Regions from separate parts of the Mus musculus genome. Here region 1 is linked to region 2. A link is a contact called in public capture Hi-C data. All regions are on one chromosome and are shown on one strand. The core of a region is the stretch at or near the end of the contact, and the rest is flanking DNA. Distances in the headings are between cores, read along the strand shown.

Evidence for each region. Capture Hi-C pulls out chosen DNA fragments and counts their contacts.
Region 1: a contact with region 2 is called in a capture Hi-C map of embryonic stem cells, with 3 times the contacts expected there. The contact joins the promoter of A430090L17Rik here to the promoter of Hspb3 in region 2. A contact is called at or near these places in 2 of 39 promoter capture datasets (embryonic stem cells and stem cell-derived epiblast-like cells) and 1 of 9 other capture datasets (embryonic stem cells).

The regions. Positions count from the first base shown.
Region 1 is chr13:114,150,162-114,152,861 of GRCm38.p6, forward strand. A430090L17Rik (RIKEN cDNA A430090L17 gene) reads right to left here and starts at 1,431. Exons shown (of 14, transcript NR_045836.1): 1 at 1,358-1,431. The region is part of intron 4 of Arl15 (ADP-ribosylation factor-like 15); the gene reads left to right.
Region 2 is chr13:113,662,252-113,664,951 of GRCm38.p6, forward strand. It overlaps Hspb3 (heat shock protein 3), which reads right to left and starts at 1,425. Exons shown (of 1, transcript NM_019960.2): 1 at 645-1,425. The coding sequence starts at 1,241. The coding sequence ends at 777. All of the region lies in intron 1 of Gm34586 (a long non-coding RNA gene), which reads left to right.

The sequences.
Region 1 (2,700 bases), core at 181-2,680, 490 kb after region 2:
GTGTTTAAAACTATAGGAAAACAACAAAGGGTTCCATCACGATCACTAACTCGCTTGCGTTCCCAGCTAACCTGCGCTTCTATATACAAAGTCCCACAACTGCAGTTTTTGATTTTATGGTTTTTTTGGTTGGTTTTGTTTGGTTTTGTTTTTTGAGACAAAGCCTCCCTGTGTAGTCCATAAGTGAGCCAGGACTCTCAGTGTAGACTAAGCTAGCCTTGAACTCATAGACATCCACCTGCCTCTGCCTTCTGATCGACAAGACTAAAGGTGTGCAGCACCACACCGGGCACAGGCTGTGGCTCATTCTCCAGGCTTTCTGGTTCTGAGGTCTTCATTCTGTCAACAGTATTAACAGCTGACCTGCCATGCCGGGCTTCAGAGATGAGAAAGAATACACTCCTATTTCTCAAGTCCCGTTTCCCATAACAAAGGAGCTGATCTGAATAACCCTATCGCCTTCTATTGGAGTCAGCTGTTTTTCTTGCTTCTGGTTGAAGTATAGTCACAGAGCAGGGATGAGTGAGAAGTCCTGCATATTACTAACTGGCCCTTTATGATCGTTAAACAGCCCAGGCCTGGGGTGATAGCCTGCAATCCCAGCTGGGAGCCAGAGCTGCGGCCAGGCTGTTGCTGCTTCTGCTAGGGATTCTGTCTCCACATTTTACAGACCTCTGTTCTAACCTCCTCAGTCAGCACAAACAGCAGGCTTGCATGGGTGGCTTGTCCCAGCGCACCTCTGCAGCCTTTACATAGCCTCTTCAGTCTTGCACAAGGGATGACAGGTGACTGAGTGGCATTTTTCAGGAAACCGGCCTGTACGATCTAAATTACCAGAGTTCCGTAGAACGCTTGAGACCCTCCACTACAAGTCATCATAGCCATCCACAGACATAAGAAAAACCACTCAAAGTCTGCTAGTGTTTCACAAAGGAAACACCTGTGGTTCTCCTAGATATGGGGACGTACAGGAGAAAGAAGTACTCAATGGCCCCAGGCAGTTATGAAAGGCACCACAGGGGCTAGGTAGACAGTTCTCAACAGGCCAGGTCCACCCAGGTGATGTTTAGGCATCAGAGGATAGGATATAACATCTTTAGCTTTCGCAATTACCAACGGGTGCTTGTGGCATTTAATTCTCCAACATGAGAGATGACGTAGTTTGGTGGACGGCACGGTCAGTCCCACATGATACGATGTTCCTCCCTGACTCTGTCTTTAATGTCTAACCACACTTTCATGTGGGTCAGAGCTCTGTTTATAAATAGCCAAGCTCAGAACCTAAATTTATTTCATGTAAAACACAAAGTAAGCCATGTTCTAGCATCCCCCCCCACCGACCCCCACCTGAGCTTACCAAAGTATACAAGAGAAAACTAGGTCGCCCGTGGGCACATACATACTCCATGCATGCCTTCATAACAAAAACAGGAAGCAGACGTTTATCACTATAAGTAAAAGGAAGTTTGCAGGTGTCAAAGAAGGAAAGATCAATGACTCAAGTTAGGAGCTGCATATGCCTTCTAAAAATTTAGTCACAGAAATTGCAAGTAAAATGCATTAAAGGGGAGTGAGGGTAAGTAACCCAGCCTGCATCCTCACAATCGAACTTGTATCCCTGGAGCTGAGGAAGGGCTGTCTTAGGGCTTCACTACTGAAGGAAATGTGATGGTCATGCCCAGCCCTGAGAAAGTGTGCCGTGTGATGTCTCGGGAGTTTAACAGCTGCTACAACCATTAGCAGTGACGGAACCACCGTGCCTTCTGTTATAAAAAGACTGTGTGGTGGATTCAACGTGTGAATAATGGACTCTGGTCATGCAGATCACCCACCGAGCCTCAGAGAGGACGGGCTCGGGTGGCAGAGCTAAAATAGGTTGGCTGCTTTTCGGTGGCTTTGTTTTTCTATCTCTAGGGTGGACACATGGCTACCGACGAATGCCCACTCTGTGACTATCCCGAAAATAGCTAAATGACCACAGGTTGCCAGGCAGCTGCGTTCTGATGTCACTCCTCCTTGTAGCACTTCCCAACTGACCGTGACATGTACGCAGCAGGAAAGTGTTTCAAAAGACTTAGGTTCATATTTAGAACTTGTCTCTTAATAAGAAAACAATCTTGAATGGCGATCCCCCTATCCTGGGGGCACTTCTTTGCATTCTAAAGGAAACTCGGATTTAAAGTCATCATTCGTGTTAGTCAAACTTGAACACTGGTCTTTAAAATGATCATCAACATAAAAATAAAAACGTGCTGATAATAAGCCAACATGACAGTAAGTTTTATTGTAGTAACTCCGGGTTATTGTAATAACCCGAAGTCGGGTTAGGATAAGAAAACAAAATTGAAATTTATTCTGAAGGCATTTAGGATTAGACAGTCTCTCAGGCATCGTGTTAGGAACTCGAAACTCTGATGGTGCAAAGCTGTGTTCTGGCAGCAGAGAAACTCGAGGTATGCCAGCATCTAAGGATCTGAATCTTTGTTTTAAGACTTACATTGTAAAGTTTATGGAATCCTTCAAATGCCAGCTGGGTGATTGTGGCTCCATTAGGTGCCCACTTAGGTTACACTGCCGAAAATCTCAAGTTACTCTGCAGTATTTGTCAGATTAACGCCACTGGGTTCCTCTGTCTGGTGACGACCCTGTCTTCGTGGCTTCTGTTTCCTTCATTTTAGGATTCAGCAAAACCTACCTTTA
Region 2 (2,700 bases), core at 175-2,674:
CCAGTAGAGACAGCAGACGCTGGCACTGGCCATCCCCCCTTCAAAATAGCGAGCATTAAGATTTCCTGAGCCCAGCAATGCAACGTTTTAGTTTCCCACACCTAGCATACGAGACACTATACACTCTGGGCTAACAAATATAACACCAAAGCAAGTAGTATACATTGTCTAGCAGCAAAACTTCTGGTAGGGTTCAGTTTAGCTTTGAAAACTATATGTGGTCTATATGGGAACTTTTAAAAAACTAAAATACCTGAAGATCCCCACTGATGTTTAAATGAGCAACAACTGTTGTGACTTTTAACTAGATTCAGACCCAGGTCCCGTAAATTATAGTATACAGAAATAAAATTTTCTCTTTGAAGCCCTCCCCCCTCTTTCTAGCAATGCAGAAACTTTTCATACAGTGAGGAAAAATCAGATCTCTTTACTGACAAGGACTGGTTTGCCATGGGTTGTCCAAATGGCCTCTGTGGAATTTTAGACTCATCAAAAACCAGGCTGAGCATTCTCTAGTACCAACCACAGTCTGCTAGCTCTGAGGTGGCTTCATTGTAAAAGCAGCAGCACTCCTAACTGCACAAACACATTTGAAAACCTTCCTTTCTGGCTACCAATAAGAAAGACAACCTCCACATACCAGGAACGGTGGATACATTTGGTTTTTTTTAATCCTCATAAAAGTGACAGCAATCCATCTCAAAAGTTTAAGCATTCCCGGGGTGTCCCTGGCTTTCATCTTCCTTCCTGGGGTATGAAGAGCAACCAAAAGGCTTTCACTTGGTCCCTAGTGAATCTTTGACTTCCACCACCAAGATTCCATCATGACAGAGGATGGCAGACAAATCTTTGGTTTCGACTCCATCTGGCAGTTTGTACTGTCTGGTGAAACTCCGCGATATAAACCCGTGTTCGTCCATTCTGGTTCCGTGCTGTGCCTTGATCAGCAGCCAGCCCTCGAAGGTCTGGATGATGATGTCCTCGGGCAGGAACTGGACCACATCCAGCAGGATCTGGAAACGGGATTTGCCTTCTCCGGGTGGCTTCTCCGTGGAGGCTGAGTCCTCTGCCAGAGCCTGTGGCGTGCCTGCGCCTCTGGCTTTACTCAGGTCCTCGATGGTTGGCCCGGGCAGTGCGTATAGTGTATGATCCAGTCTGCAGTCTTCTAAGCCTCGAGCTTCAAACTCCTCCTGATAACGCACTGGGGTCTCTATGAGGTGCCTCAAAATGATTTTTGCCATAGCAGAGGCGACTCCAGCGTTGAACCACTTCCCTTCCGTGAGTGTCTAGTCTCTGGCGTTGCCTGCGGACTCGATTCTTAGTCCTAGCAGCTCCGTTTACAGTCCTGCCCAGACGGCAGCTTAATTGGGGCTGAATCAGACCGGCACACTGACTCTTGTCTTTTCACACACACTGACAATGAATGGCTATTTATAGCCGCCTCTGCGAGTTGCATTTAGCTCACAGCCTGTACAAGTGGGCCAGGCAGGGATCGCACTTGCACGCTCCCTTAGCCTTGGCAGGCCTGTCTGCCTTGTTCACCCCAAAACACAAAGTAGAAACCAGAAGCAGCGCTTGAAGATCACACCGTGTGACCTGCAAAGTGTGCAATCATCTCAGTACAAGCCTCTCCCTCTGCCTGAAAATTCCATTCGGGGAGAGACGATTCTAACTCTGGTTTATGAGAAATCAATCAATTTCAAACAGCTACTAAACTCCAGCTAAGTTCGGATCCTATTCCGTTCTTTTTACTCTTTTGTGCCTAAAGGACACCTGAACCACATCAGCTGGTGTTTGTACATCTGACTCGGCAAAATGAGATGGGATGACTAAGCGAGAAGACTGTGCAACTTCAGAGGGAGCCTGGGAGCTCAGGACTGACAGAAATAGTCAATAGCAGAGGGCAAAATGCAAAGCGTTCAACTATTTCATATTAAGGTTCAGAAAACAAAGAATGAATCTAATCAACACCATGCTATTGAATGGGCAAAGACACTCACTGCACATCATTTCTCAACTAGAGCACCCTTTCATTGTCCTTCCACTGGCCAAGACTGAGGCAGCTGCCGCGGAACTTCTTCAAGATGTGCTACATAAAAATAGAGTCTGCCAAGGTATTTTATATTATTTGTGACTATTGAGAAGGGTGTTGTTTCCCTAATTTCTTTCTCAGCCTGTTTATCCTTTGTGTACAGAAAGGCCATTGACTTCTTTGAGTTAATTTTATATCCAGCTACTTCATTGAAGCTGTTTATCAGGCTTAGGAGTTCTCTGGTGGAATTTTTAGGGTCACTTATATATACTATCATATCATCTGCAAAAAGTGATATTTTGACTTCTTCCTTTCCAATTTGTATCCCCTTGATCTCCTTTTGTTGTCTAATTGCTCTGGCTAGGACTTCAAGTACAATGTTGAATAGATAGGGAGAAAGTGGGCAGCCTTGTCTAGTCCCTGATTTTAGTGGGATTGCTTCCAGCTTCTCACCATTTACTTTGATGTTGGCTATTGGTTTGCTGTAGATTGCTTTTATCATGTTTAGGTATGGGCTTGAATTCCTGATAAGAACTTCAAGTCTCTAAAGAAAGAAATTAAAGAAGATCTCAGAAGATGGAAAGATCTCCCATGCTCATGGATTGGCAGGATCAACATTGTAAAAATGGCTATCTTGCCAAAAGCAATCTACAGATTCAATGCAATCC